Regions from separate parts of the Zea mays genome. Here regions 2 and 3 are each linked to region 1. Evidence: chromatin contacts called from public Hi-C data. All regions are on one chromosome and are shown on one strand. Each heading gives the region's core, a stretch centred on a gene start, on an enhancer-like site or on the middle of the called end of the contact. The rest is flanking DNA. Distances are from core to core; before and after follow the strand shown.

Region 1 (5,020 bases), core at 1,326-3,825:
TCTTAGCCTCGTAATTTGGCAACTTCTCTGGGCACACATCACAAATGTCCTACATAAGGAAAAATGCTTATCATACTAGTCTGAATCTTTGAATAGGTATTGACCTTGCTACTCAAGGTAGAGTAACAAAACAACAAGTGCCCAAAAATAAACTTATTAGCAAACCATGTAAGAGTAACCCCTGGCTTCACGAATTTTCTTGAGGTTCTCATCATTCTCCCAATCATCAGCATTTAGGCGCCAGCTTAATATTCCTAGTTCTGGATGTCCATGATGGTAGTAGCATTCAGCATCAGTTAGTATATGAAGATGTCATATGGGCTCAGGACTAGAGCAGGGCATGTACAAACCGGAAAGTTTGTCGAGAGGAATGAATTCTTTGGGCTCACGATGATGAGGAAGCCTCTGGTCCTCTTCACTGTCGTCCATGTACCATGCTTGGATGACCTCCTCCTTGCCAACCTATGATGGAAATAACCATTCAACGATATAATGTCGGAATGCATAATATGGCAAGCACAAGCATGTTCAGACAAAGGAACCATGACCACCCAATAGCATGTTGTGAAATGTATGCATCAAAATTTATGATGCCATAACTCATAGCCAATGCAGAATTATGACATGTGCATAAAAGAGAATAGGACAAATTGAGCTATGCATATTGGATCAGTCAACACTAGAATTCAACCAAGGCAGCTCAATACACTGAGCTCTTAGGATTGATTTCATTGATATCTTTCTACAATCTGAACGAACCTAGTCCACGTTGGACCCAACAAAACAACACCAAGTAGCTGCCGAAAAAAAGAGCCATGACCAAGCAGTATAAAATCGCAACCCATTTTGTATGAATCGCAATTCTAAAACTAAAACAAGCACAGAGATATATGACTTATAAAAGAAATACTATACAAAGCTTAGTAATAACACGAAATAACCATCATATTTGCTGTGGAACACAGGGGGCCACAGAGGCACGGGGCACTCTACTAGTTTGCTTTAAAAGTCGTCATATTGGGAGGCCTCCTTTAGTCATATTGGGTGTTTCGTTCTTTAGTCACCCTGCTAAACTTTAGGAACTAACCTTTAGTCTCTAGAATTTATATTTGAGAGGCCTCCTTTAGTCATATTGTTTGGCAGTTTAGGAATTAAAAGTTTGACTAAAGTTTAGGAGGTAGGAACCAAACACCCATAAGACCCAAATGGTCGTCAAACATTCTCGCTGCCTTAAAAAAGGCCCAACTAAAACTACAAAATACATATTGAGCTACTATTCTCACACTGTTCAAGGCTACAATCCATGTGTTCATCTGGCAGTGAGGACACAGGACATTAACCTACTAGGATCGATCTCAGGGATTTATGCTTATGGTATTGACAGACCTAGTCTGAATTGAGCACAAGAAACATAGTTGTACTTGTACGACATAATAGGATGCCTTTTAAGGTAAACCGAGACAATCCACTCAGGGATGGAACGGCGCCGTGTTTGGTTATTACAAGAATCCCAACCACGCACGTAAACCGAGACAATCCACTCAGAGCTTCGTAACGGTGGATAGTTTCTTTGGAGCACGATATCCAAGATAAAAAAAATTAGCTGTGTTCGGTTCTGTCAACCGGATACTCATTATTCGTGAGAACCAAACGATCTCTAAATTATATACAGTATAAAAGACTAGAACAAGTAACCCAAGTGAAAATCGTGAGAACCAAATGCTCTCTAAATTATACGGCTTATTCGGCTGCAGAGCCGCAGGACTGCTGCACTTCAATCCATAGAAGAAGCCGTTTATGCTATCACTGCAACTTCCCAAGAAACAGGACTTGTGCGTGTACGGTAACGGCCGTGCGAAGATTTTTGTGTGATAATAACCAAATCACAATTTTCAATAACTCCGACCATTTAACTTAGAAGGCTATCACTGCACCTTCTATGTATTCGATTACTCGTACAGGGTGTAATTTCTCGGGTGAGAACTGAGAACACATGTTCAAGAGCTGGTCTTATTCCAAGATCCGACTTTCGCATGCTTCGAATCCCTAGCCGGGAAACCAACTAATCGAAAGGGATCGCATGCTTCGAATCCCTAACCGGGAAACCAACTAACCGAAAGGGACGGATCAAATCTAAGTTTAATTCGGCGCGGACAGTCTCCAACATCTCGAGTATGCGGGGGAGGGATTGTAAGTCCCATGTATCCAGGGCCAAGCATCATCATCATCAACAACAACAACAACAACAACAACACGCCCGAAATAGAGCAATGATTTTTTTTTCCTGGCGCCCGATTCCTCGATGCCTCACGAGGATAAGAACAAGAACACGGGAATGGATTTAGGACAGAGAATTGCCGGTACCTGGAACTGGCCCTCCATGCCCGAAGTCCGTCCGCAGTGTAGCTGGTCCTCGTCTTCGAATTTTCTTCGGCTTCTCGAATGCTCCTGAGCGCGGTATCTGCGTCGAGGGGCCTTGCGTTGCGTTTATGTTCAGCTTGGACTGAACGCGAACCCGCACTCTTGTAGATTGCACCCTCACAGCTCATCAATTAAGATGCATACCCTTTTAGCGTTTGGCACTACTACTTGGTATTTCCACATAGAAAAAAAAACAGTCTATATTCCTCGGTGGGTTGAGCAGGTCGATGTTTCTAATTAGAGTGAAAGGTGATGGCTCCGCGGGGGTGTGGCTGCAATTGTTGTTGCGTCGGGGATCTATGATTAAAATGCGTTATATACGTTTTATTTATTTACACATAGCTGCATGAAACGTGACGGCATAAAAATAGCATGATTTGCTGATGGCAGTGTTTGTAAAAGACAAAAGGCAAGGTCAGACGATGCATTGCATGGATAAGAGACGAACGAAGAGGAGGGTGTAGGTGAGCCGGTGAGGTGCGGGTCGGCGGGTGGCAGCATGAAGTCCGTTGCGCCGCGCCTCCCTCCGCCCGGGCAGGTCATGACTCACGCACGATAATCAGCTCGAAGTCATGCGGGCCAGGCCAACGGCGCATTTGTTCTTGCACCGGGAATGGGTCATCGATGACGTAAGCACGAAGCAGAATCGCTACACACTAGCGGGGGGGGGGATTGGAAGGAGAAAGAGACGGAACTTGACCCCGGCGGCTAGCAACACAAAAAAAAGAAGGCCCAAACCATGTAGTGCCACAGGCCTTTGACGGGCCAGCCAGTCTGCAAAAGGCGGGCCTACACACGTTTGGGCGGTTCGTTCCTTTCCTTTCCTTTCTTTTAGAACAGCGGTTGCTTGCAGACTGCTGTAGCAAGCAGCCAAGCAGTACTAGTACAGCTCCTCGATTCGACCCTTGTGTGTGGACGGACGGGGGGGGGCGGTGGCATTTCCATGCTTTCTGTCATTTCTACTGAGGCACGGCGACCACATGCCGCGCAAAAGTATTTTAGTACGCCTCTGTCTTCCTCCTTGCAGTTGCAGTAGCAGGTCCCTTGTCCAGAGATTCTTGGCCAAGTTTGATGCGCGTAAACTTCTCCCAATAGCTGATAGCATATATATTCTGAATCTGTCACCGGACTTTTCTCTCACCGCGGGCTTGTGCAGCAAATTTTGTTCTAGCGCCTATTCATTCCAACTTCTTCCGTCTAGTTGTATAAAGCACGATTCATATGTATTAGTGATGATCTCGCGCACGACCCTATAAATACAAAAAAGGGTCCTTTGTTCTGTACTATACGCGCAGCACGGTGATCCTGGGCATGCATGTGTCATGAAACAGCGCAGAGACATACATATACGTACGTACATGCATGCACAATGACTTCTTTTTTTCCCGATAGCCATACGACGACGACCGGGAAACTGGATTGGACGACGAACAACGTTGCTGATGGAATGCATGCATGTACGCACGCACGCATGCAGCACCGTACGCATGCAGCACCGTCCTGGCAAAGTTAATTAATATACACGGATAGTACTAAGCTCTCGCATTGCATGCAGGTGGTGGTCCATGGTTGTCGAGAGCGAGACGTCGACAAGTTCATGAATTCGGAGCTACCCGCTCTGGCTGGCTGGCTGGCTGGCTGGCTGGCTGGCTGGCTCTGGGCTGGGGTCTGGGCAATGGACAAGTGGGCAGGGGCACCATGCACGCACGGAGGGGCCGTGCGTCAGGACTCGTCCGTGCATGTCTTCTTCACCCCCATCTTCCTGGCCTGTGCTCTGCTGCTGTCCGCGCGCGCGCTTGCATGTGGACCATCTGGGCCTAGGAAGGCTGGTTCGAGCATGGTACGGTGGTTGCAGCTCAGTAATTACTGGAGACACTGACTGGAGTAGCCAGTAGCTTTGGATGACGATCGATGAACACTGCCCACGACCGATCTCAACTTATTGCTTTTGTTGGTGTTGTTGTTGTTGTTGTTGTACGCGATGAACACTGTCCGCCTAGGAGAAGACGGGATAGAGGGTGTGGTCAAAATCGATGGAACACATTGGACGTGGACGCATGCGTGCGTGCGTGCACACTACTGCCCATATCCATATGCATGGTGGCCATGCGCAGTCCAGTTCGTCGAGAGTGCGTGCCGTGCCCGGCCGGCCGACTTGCGGTATGCTTGCTATACGTACTGCTGCGGTGCTGCCCCTAGCTGCTGCTAGCTGTACATGTACGTGCGTGGAGACGTGGAGTGGAGTGCAGAGAGTAGCATGCTGTGCAGTGTCATGCGCTATGCGTGCGCGCGGCGGCAGACACCGGCCAAACTAGCTTGTTGTACCGTCGTCGCGTCATCTCACACGCTGCGGTACAGTGCATGCACGTACGCACGCGCACGTGCCCTCGTCCACTGTTTGGCTTCCCCGTACATGCTACATGCATGCATGCGGGGTAGGTCGTGTATTGTTGTACATGTACTTTCACAGTACGTACTCTGTATTGTTATGAACTTAGCTAGGCGATTTAATTTTTTAGTTTAATTCATAAATTCCTCAGCGAATATAGGTGCCTGTAAGTTGCTATATATGGTTTCCATATACCATATAGATATAATT
Region 2 (5,020 bases), core at 865-3,364, 330 kb before region 1:
GTGTAAGAGGAACGATCGCACGGTAGGTGAAATATATTGGAAGAATCTTTGTGTGATAGATTTTTAAAGGAATAAATTTGGAAGAGAAAAATGGTTAGAGTTAGCCTAATGGCCTAGCAAAAAAAAAAATTTGGTTCCAGGTTTCCAGCCAAATGCAAACATGTAGAATGTTTTCTAACCCTAACTCACACACCGTCACACGTCTTCCTCTCCAGCAGCCGCCGCACGCAAAACGAATTGATACCCGCGAGCGGGGAATTTTCATAGTAGCGGGGGCAAAACGATCTCGTTGAATCCGACAGGATAGCCCGCCCGCTTGCTATCCCACCCCTTGCACTTTGCTGACCAGATCCCCACTTTATCCCACCTGAGATTAACCCGCAGCACAACAAACTCAGCATAAACAACTTCGTAATGGCGTTTCCATCCCGCAAGCGAGCTACTGCGATTCCGATGCGTCGACCTCTTTCCCCGACACACCATCCCAAATCCAAATCGAGGGTGGGAGCGGCTTCTCCAGAACGAAGACAGATCATACAGGATCGCGAGCAACAAATCATGCATCTCCGTGGTTCTTTCTTCGCTGTCAGGTTCCGCTGCCTGGAACAACGACGGGTCTCTGTCCGGAATCTCCTTTTTCTTTTACCTCATCATCAATCTAATAAAGCTGCAATTTTTTTTGGTGTGTCCTTTCTCTTCTCCATCATTACCAGCACTAGCTACTACTACTACAGTACTACGACTTCCGGCGCGGCGAAACAGACACCCCCATCAAAAGGGTGAAAAGGGAAAAAAACAAACAGAGCAGGACATTCGCGTCTAGTCCCTGTACGCACACAAGGACCACACGGCAAATTCCCCAAGGGCAAGAGCAAAAAGGAAATTCCAAAAACGACCTCGGTGATTAAGCAGTGGGCCCACCTCCCTCGCCGTCGCCGGCGAGCTCACCGGTGCTGGCCTCGGGCTGCGGAGCCTCGCGGTCGTAGGGGGAAAGCCACCTGGCGCGCATGTACTCGGGCTTGCGCCACGGCGGCAGGTGGAGGCCGCGCTTCTTGAGGCTGGCGCGGGCCGCGTCGGCGGCGGCCGCCACGAGGAGGCGCAGGCGGTCGTCCCGCCCGACGAAGACCGGCGGCAGACGCTGCAGCACGGCGCGGTACGCCTTGGTGGGCCGCGCCACCTCGAAGGCGGACCGGAAGTCGACGTCCACCAGCACGCGCTCGCGCCCGGCGCGCTCCGACGCGGCCGGGAGGAGCACGTCCAGGTACGCGTGGTCCCCGGCGGGGTGGGACGGCGACCTGTCCCAGCGGGAGAGGCAGACCGCGGCGTCGTGGCCCGCCGCGCGGAGGGACCCCGCCAGCAGGCGGAGCAGGTCGCGCTTGCGCGCCCCCGACGCGCGGTGGCGCTCCACCAGCGTCGACACGTCGGCCAGCAGGTTGCGCTCCCGGAGGCTGGCGCAGTGGACGAGCCCCTGCACGCACGCGAGGTCCTCAGTCTCCCTCGGGAAGGAGGACGCTAACAATTCAGAAAGAAGCCACCAGTACGGCAGCACTGTACTGTACTGCTGCGCCGACTACCTTGATTGTCTCCGCGATGTCAGCGGCCGCGGCGTCGGCGGCAGCCGGGCCGTCCTCGTCGTCGGAGGTGTCGCCGGCGTGGAAGCAGTTGCAGCACCGCGCGGCCGCTGCCGCCCGCTCGGCTCCGCCGCCGCCGCCGCCGTCCTCCAGGAAGCTCCGCACCATGCCGTCCAGGCACAGCGAGCTAGGCTCCGGCAGCTCATCCTTGTCCCCGCCACCGGGAGGCGCCGACGGGAGGCGCTCGGCCGGCGAGACCCGCAGCAGCTGGCGCTCGAAGAGGCGCTTCAGCCGCGACTTGGGCGGCGCCGCGGGGGACGGATCGATCTGCGCGGCCCTCATATCCGCACAGCACAAAAGGCGGATCAAGCTAGGCGGCTGGCTGTGGCAGACTGGCAGTGGCACAGCGGCACTGGAGCCGTCGGTCTCGGTCTTCTCTGCCGATCGCCTCAGGCGTACACACCCGTACCCGTCGCCGGCGATTGACTCCTTTTTTTTTGTTCTCTCTTACAGATTTTTATTTCCTGCTAGGCTTGATCTGTTGGGAAGAAGAACACGAGGAGGGGGACCGGGTTTTAAAGGAGGCGCGGCCGGTGACGTGCCGGACGGGAACGCGAACGTTATCCTACGTGTCCACCGCGGTGTGGTCTCCCGTGCGAAACGACCTAGCTGCCCTCTCGTGGCCTGTAGTGGCGTGGCGCGCTGCGTGCAGTGGCAAAGCCGCTGATGTCTCCGGAGAGCAGGGGTGGTTTGGGTATTTATCAGGTGACAGGGTGGGGGGAGACGGCGGCCGCGGCACCGATCGGCGTGACCAGCCCGCATGCCTGTGCTGTGCAGATCTTTTGCAGAATGCAGACTACTACCAGGGCGGGAGGTGGTAGGCGCGTTTTCCTGTGGGGCCAGGTCAGATCAATACTGATAGCAGTAGTTTTATATATACTCCGTACTTCTTCTTTTTTTTAAAAAAATATAACACTGATATTTGTTTAAAGGTATTTGTGGTGCTCCAATTATTGCTCCAGTTAGTGATGATGAAAGAGAGGCGTCATTACCTCGACGTGTGTTTGTTGTTGGAGTAATATACTACTATATACTAGTAATATGTACTAGTAACGAAGGCTCATCAATCGATATCTTTCTCTAGAAACGAAACGCCCTTCGTTCAGCAAACATGCAGGCGAAGAAAGTAATGTCCAGCGTTTAATCATAATATATGTACTTGGTATCCACGCCCACTGATCGTGGAACTGGGAGGCAAGCGCGGTGAGCCGGTGACAGGGGACGCGGCGGCAATGCTTGGCGTCCAAGCTTCGATGGGAGTCAGGCAGGTTGGGCGGGCCGGGGTTGCAATGACCGGAGCCATGGATACTGGTAGGAGGCAGGCAGGTTGGCCGAAGGCCGAAGCCGAAGCCCCCGCCCCGGCGCCCAGAACCAATCGGTTGCGGAAGCTTGTGGCCCGGCGCTAGCTTGCTTGCCCACGGATCCAGCAGCGAATCGTGCAGCAGCAAACAGCAAGGCAGCAAGGGGGGGGAGGAAGGATAGCGCCGCTGGCTGCACGCACACGGAATGGATGATTCCATTCCATGCCGCCTGAGCGCCTTGGTGTGTCCCGGTGGTTTTTGTCTTGTGGTTATCCCGTCCCAGCTGCGGCCGCACAAGCGAAGCGAGCGACGCGTGAGCCGTGGGGAAGGGGAGCACCGCGTTTTCCCCGGGCAGGCAATAGGGCAATAGGCGTCGCTTGCTTCGGCAATAGGGCAATAGGCGACAAGGCGCTTGCCCCCGGTCCCCCGCCCTGCGCGAGCAAGCAATGAACTCGAGTGGCAGGCAGGAAGCGACGCAGCCGTGGTAGGTCGCTCGATCATTTCACCCGCCCGGGGCGGAATCATGGGCCTGCTAGCTGCTGCTGCTGCTGCTGCATGCCGAGCGTGACCGGGCGCGGTGGGCGGCACGTCGGCGTCGGCGTCGCCTCGACTGGGTCGGGTCCGCCTACTGCTGTGCTGCTGCTGGGCCTGGGGGGTGCTCTCCGCGCTCATGGTGCGCGTACGTACGTAGCTGCTGTGCATGCGCCTGCTTGGTACGCCGCGGCCCGGCAGATGGGGAAAAGATCAGCACCGTACCGGATCATTGCGCTTGCGTTTGCGTGCGAGCGACTGACCGGGATGGACGGAGGCCGGAGGGGGCGGGCTACGCCATCGTCCGCTGGTGGTCCCTCTCCCCCCATCCGGGATTCATGTTAGGTGTAACCTCCCCGGCCGTCCGTCAGATAAGCTTTGTATCAAGGATTCTCCTGGTTGGTCCGCAGGTACGCTTGTGACTCTCGCTCGTGGCGTGGGCCACCCCCCCTCCCCTTCGCTCGGATCCAAAGCTGTGCAACGACACCAAAACGCGGGACGCACTTGTCCGCGGAAGAAAGAATCATCGCACAGGAAATTATCGTCGCCATCCGCCTCCGCTGTCCTGTACTGCGCTGCACTGCAGATGTGTTCGTCCTGGTTCGGCCCAGGCCATGGTGTAGCGCGACTGGCTGGCGACGCGACCCTTTTTTGATCCGAGGCATGCTGATCCGGCACTGGGTCACTGGTGCAAAGAAGAACATGCGTCAAGAGGTGGATGGAGTTCATTTATCTTTTGAGAAAGATGGAGCTGGTCGCGAACATTTTTTTTTTTTGTAATCAAGAGCGAGAGAGAGAGAGAGAGCCGACAGATCTTGTGAGCGCGCAGGTGTGGTTTCGCCTTTCCTACAGTAGACGAGACTTGACGAGAGGCTTGATTGTGGATGACTGTAGTAGGTCTCTCATCTCATGCGGTGGCACATAACCACACTGCCATGACAAGTGGGCTCCTACGGTCCTTCTAGGTGCTCGTGGCCTCAGGCCCGGCGTCAATTTGGGCCCGTCGACAACGACTAGGCCGGCTATGGAACTGTGAATCATTGGGCCACCGTGGCCACTGGCCAGGATTGAAACCCTTTTCTACAATTATTAACTAGTTAGTTATCCTACATCGCTACAATTTATATATATTATATAGGTTCAAACGTGATTATATTTTTATTTTAAATTTTATATATATATATATATATTGTCGGTAATGGAAGCCTAGGTCTTTCGATAGGCATGTGAAGCCCCAGCCAGGGTAGTGGTCACACGCATGGTCAGGTCGGGCCAGTGGGTCATGGGCGTCCGCCCAATTGTGGGGCACGTTTATGCATGTGTAAACACGTGTTATGTTTTGCGTAAACACAAGGTGCGCACGTGGTGGGGTTGAGTTTGGATGGGAGAAGGTGGGCCAGCGTCATGTTCGCTGGAAGGGTAATTGGTTCCTACTCGTATTTATGCTACCATATTTAATGGTTCAGACTTGCATAACATGATAGCAGCAACAAACATTTCATTGGTTCGTTCAGGTGGGTCCACACACCACCGTGATTAGCGCGCCCACAAAGCTGG
Region 3 (5,020 bases), core at 774-3,273, 280 kb before region 1:
AATTATACTATCTGATCGATTTAGTGATAGTTATACATCATATCATCATAGGTGCATGTTAGGGTATGTACAACCCCATTTAACATGAAGTCCCTTGAGGTGTTTCTAGAGGTTAATTGAAAAATATATAAGAGATAGTCTATTCGCGAAGAGCGTGTCTCTACATGATTATTCGTACATACATATTGGTCTAGTGTCTTAGGGTTATATCACGCAGTCTTTTAACTGCCACCGCCGCATCAGGGTTGTACATGTGCCCTTAGTTTTGTTTTTGAATAAATTCAGTCAACTTTTAAAAAGTTGAGTTGCCAAAAAGCTAAGCGAGATGTGGGATTATTTTGGAACGGGAAAGTAATATAGCTTGTTACTGATTACTAATGATGTATCCAAAATGGGACGATATGCACCAGAATTAAGGCACCGTACGTACAAATTGCAAGGAGACTAGGAGGAATCAGAGAAGGCATGCGATGCCGCAGCAGCGCCAGCAGGGCGTGTAAACCTACGTGCATGACCAGACGGCCCGGCACGACCACGGTGCCCTACTAGCAGTGCTAGCTACTACACCTTGCTAGCTGCACCACCCTGCATGCATGCGTGTCTGTCCGACGATCTAGCACACATCGATCGGCACGTCTAATACGTGACGCAGCGTGCTAAGCGAAGTCTCGTTCCGTGCGTCGCGACGACTGCGTGTGCGCATGGCAGGCAGGCTGCGCGCGTGTTTCATGTATCGATATATCATCGGAGTAGCGCCATAAGTAGGCCATGCATATATGTCAGCTGACAGTGGGTACGTAACGTACGTGTAGTAGTACCAGGCTTATTACACGACCACACATGCACATGCACATGCACACACAGGCCAAAGCCAGCACTGCACTGCAGGTACTACTGGTACGCACCGAGTAGTCCTACTATACGCTGCCGCGCAAGCTGCAACTGCAGTTGCAATACACGGGCCGGCGCGCGCATCGATCCGTACGCAGGCCGCAGCAGCTGTGACTGACAGGTGAGTGCACGCATGCATGTGACTGTGCGTGTGAGTGATACGATCGAGCTGAGCTGTGGAGCCTGCTGGTACTGGTAGGCAGGCAGCAGTGGTGGTGAGCACACGATGACGAGGTCATGATGCGGCCCGCTCATGTGACTGTGCGTGTGACGGTGTGAGTGATGCAACTGCACCTTGCAATCCCCAGCGCTGCGTACCCAGTATATGCTATCTGCCTGCATATCTCTTTCGCCTCCGGCCTCCAGAAGTCCTACAAGTCCATCAGGCAGGCTACGAGTTTTTCGAATGGAATTTTGTAGTTCCAACAAGGAGGTAAAAATGATTACTTTAATTTCTCTGTGGTAAGAAGAATTTTTCAGGAAGTATTGAGTTTGGACTTTGGAGATAGGAGTGCCTGGCTGGTATCTAGCTAGCTTTTCCTATCTCCTATGCATATGCATCCAGCAAGCTTTCTACAAGCGCACGTACTATCTACACGTACCCCGGTCGCGGCCGGCCTTATTTGATGCAGCACGCGTGCATGCACCGCGCGCCGGTGCCGTGTACGTGCCTGCCGCCGCGCACATGGATGGCCACGCACGACGACGACGACGCAGAGCAGGCAGGCAGGCATCAGGCGCGGACACGGCCGGTCGATCGAGCGTTAGGTTACGTGCGCGCGCATGCATATACTTGGCAGTTGGCGCGCACACGCGGCACGGCACGGCAAACGACGGCAGAGAGAGCGGGAGCGAGACGACGGAGCGGAGGAGGGAGGGACGGTGGCGTGCGGTGCGAGGAGGCAGAGAGAGAGAGAGAGACAGACAGAGAGGCCTCGTCTGCTCGATCGGCTTGGCTGCTCCTGCTATACTGTAGCTACGTACGCCATCGACGACGGGACAGCTTCTCGTGGCTTGGACATATGTAGCCATCCACAGTTTGGCCAAATCTGGGGCCATCTGATCTACCTATGCATGCATACGACGCATGACGCAGGCATGCAAATGGCCGGGCAGCGCGCGCCGACGATCCGTCACTTGTATATCGGTGCCCTTCTTTGGCGCCATGCACATAAAGCTTCTAGTGGTGGTCCAAGTCCAATCCATGCATGGCCGGATATCCATTTCTTCGACTGGCCGCGAAATAAAGACACCTGTTGCCTAGTGCAGGAGCAGGACCGAGACGATCCATGACGCAGACGCAACAACTCGTCTTCTCGCTAGCTCTGCTGGATTTATCTTTTCCCCAGTCCACGAATAACGGTGGTATCATATCGAAAGAGAAAGAGGGAAATTACTGCTCGCGACGTGTACTACATGCATGTTGTAAATCTTTAAATTTATTTTAAACTTTTTAGGATGTAAATATTGTTAATAATTTTTTTTCAATAAAACTAAAAAAATTAACTGATATAAATATTATTGCGTCAATTATGCGAGGATAAGGGGAGTAATAATATCGTAAGCTCTCCAACTTTCAGTTTCACTTTCAACGGGCCATGCAAGCAAAAGGCATTGTTCATGCATGTAGTCCAAAGATCGATGTAGACACATGCTCAGCTCACATTCCGTCCTGAGGTCATCACGCGTCACAGTCTCCGATCCCATCTGCCGCCTGCGACCTGCACTGCACCCTCCGATTCGCTGCAGCTAGCTCCTACCGTTCACGTGAACGACTCAACATCTGGAGTATCTTCAGGTCTAGTATTCCTCTCTGGTGCCATGGCCATGGCCGCTACACTGATTCGTGCAGTCGTATCTGCGAACGCTGCCCTAGGTCCAAACCAACTGAGTTCTCAAATAAGTGCACATTTTGTTTTTATTTTTTTTAAAATTTAACTAAACTTATAAAATTTCTTTGATATTTTATGATGTGTAATAACTAGCACTACATTTATTATATTTTTTTTTTGTAACAGATGTATTTAGAGATACAAATGTTGATAATACAAAAATATCCAATCAAAATTTTAAAGTTTGATTCTTGATAAGTGAGATGGGAACCTATGTTAGGTAGGTTCAAGGTTTAAAATCTACGCACTTAATTGCAGTGGCGGAGCTCCATAAAATTAACGCACCGGGTCACTCTACAAATTTAATAACGGGGTAGTAACATTTAAAACAATTCAGTGGAACTATGACAGGTAGGGAAAGGGGACCAGACATTCAGGAATAATTACTCACAATAGGGGAGAATCACGGGCACATGGCAGCAGACAGTCGCTGCCCATTGGCCAGGGAAGCGCTCCGCCCTCGCCTATGAATAAGAAAAAAGAGAATCAGATTGAGGAAGTTGTATAGCTTGGGAGAAGATGTAATGGTAGGGGCGGATTTGCATGGGTGGTGGCGTGGTGCCAGTGCAGGCCGCGCGCGCGTCGCTGCTGCAGGGTTGCAGGGAGGCTGGAGGCGGACTTGCGGTGGTAGATGCCTGAGTCAGAGCCCCCCGGCTACCTCGAAGGTTGCTGGCTTATGCCCTTGCCAGATCTGTGGATCCCAAAGGCGTGGAGAATGATAAAGGACTTGAGGGAGGCGGTCGTGCCGCTGGCAACATAGGAAGTTCAGCCACACATGTTTACGAAATAATTGGAAGAGCCTGTGTTCTCGTGACTTGAGCGACTGAGGAAGGCCGCCAGTGCCAGGCTCAATCGCTGCAAGCAGGAGGTCTTTTGGACCACATTTTTAGGCTGAAATATATTTTAACCAAGATTTTTTAGCTAAAAAAACCTATATACAAGAGGGCTTTTGGGCTGCGCCCCGGGCCACAACCCAGGTGGCCCGGGGCCCAAATCCGCCTCTGCTTAATTGGTTGTCTTAGTATTTTGACCAAACGGTCTGAGGAAACTATTTGCTCTGATAACAAAGATCACTTTATCAGATACAAGGAATTAGAAGGACAACAAACGTGAAGTAAACTTATACTGGTTTAGTTATAGGATATCATACGTCCAATTGCAAATAAATCTCTTATCTTATATGCTCGAGTTTATAAGGTGTTGTCTAAGACTAGTTGTCTATGCAGCATAGCACTGAGTATGTCACAATGTCGATCGGAGGCTCTCTACCTCGTCGTATATAGTCCATAGGGTAGGGTTACAACATCTCGATTGATTTGTAGATATGTTTTCTATTTAACCACAAGAAAATCTAAGAACAATAACTACCATATCCCATAGAAGTCGACGACTAAACTCTATACATTAGGTCACTTGTTCTGCATGTCTAATGATGTATCTTAGTTTGACTAGGCCTCATCTTGAACAACTTTGGCCCACCCTTGTGGTAATGGGATGATGTTCGAGTGGCGTGGTATACTGAGTTTATACAACAACAACCCCTAAAAGACTTCAATGGCAAGCCAGTCCAATGCTCAATCCTTTGGGTGCCTTCAAGCTAAAGGTTTGTCAAGTTGTGTTCCCTAGGGCTCAACCCCCTAGGTATCTACACATGAGTAGATACTTCAGGCTTTTAGTTACTGTGTGCTATTAAGTCCTATTATAGATAAAGATATTTGAGTTTGGGAATCCAAAGTGCCTTGTCTCATCCACCAAACTGTTATGCTCGTAACTCATGTAGGTCATGAATCTTGACTATTATTTTCTCTTTATGCTTCATGGTTGGGCTATAAAACCTAAATAACTTCATCATTGACTCCATAACATATCCTCCTCTAGTGCTTCTGGTAGAAACTATGGCGCTGGCTGAAGGCCTTCAAGATTTGCCTCCACTGGCATCTAGGTGTAGCATGAGTTGTTCAATATAGATGCTAGTTGATGCTTTGCAAAAACACTAGGGAATGACACTATTGGGTGCTCAAGGGTATAGACTAGATATTGTAATCTGGGCCCTCATGGTGCATCCATGGCATGCTTTATCGACGCCACTAGTATGTTAATGGAAACTCCTATTGTCACCAAACTAAAGTGTGCTCTCTACGGATGTTAGCTGAAAGGGAATTAGGCTTACACCTAGTCCCTAATTAAATTTTGGTGATTGAATTGCCCAACACAAATAATTGGACTAACTAGTTTGC

The links. Hi-C and Micro-C count contacts between places; a contact is called where the count stands out from the background.
Region 2: a contact with region 1 is called in a Hi-C map of tassel, with 2.7 times the contacts expected there. The contact joins the promoter of LOC100284467 here to the promoter of LOC100216585 in region 1. A contact is called at or near these places in 3 of 25 Hi-C or Micro-C datasets (ear, endosperm and tassel).
Region 3: a Hi-C map of endosperm shows a contact between it and region 1, with 1.7 times the contacts expected there. The contact joins the enhancer-like site here to the promoter of LOC100216585 in region 1. A contact is called at or near these places in 2 of 25 Hi-C or Micro-C datasets (ear and endosperm).

Annotation. Positions count from the first base shown.
Region 1 is chr1:12,614,719-12,619,738 of Zm-B73-REFERENCE-NAM-5.0, reverse strand. It overlaps LOC100216585, which reads right to left and starts at 2,575. Exons shown (of 7, transcript NM_001326534.1): 1 at 2,365-2,575; 2 at 351-462; 3 at 166-260; 4 at 1-49. The coding sequence starts at 2,382.
Region 2 is chr1:12,944,138-12,949,157 of Zm-B73-REFERENCE-NAM-5.0, reverse strand. It overlaps LOC100284467, which reads right to left and starts at 2,114. Exons shown (of 2, transcript NM_001371998.1): 1 at 1,575-2,114; 2 at 341-1,468. The coding sequence starts at 1,913. The coding sequence ends at 905.
Region 3 is chr1:12,897,129-12,902,148 of Zm-B73-REFERENCE-NAM-5.0, reverse strand. No RefSeq gene overlaps it. Among protein-coding and RNA genes, the nearest start is that of LOC100273753, 19 kb to the left of the region's middle. Within about 2 kb of position 2,023, at least 18 of the 20 cell types and tissues checked have an H3K27ac peak or open chromatin away from gene starts, as enhancers often do. A contact at or near this core is called in ear and endosperm, where this site is marked.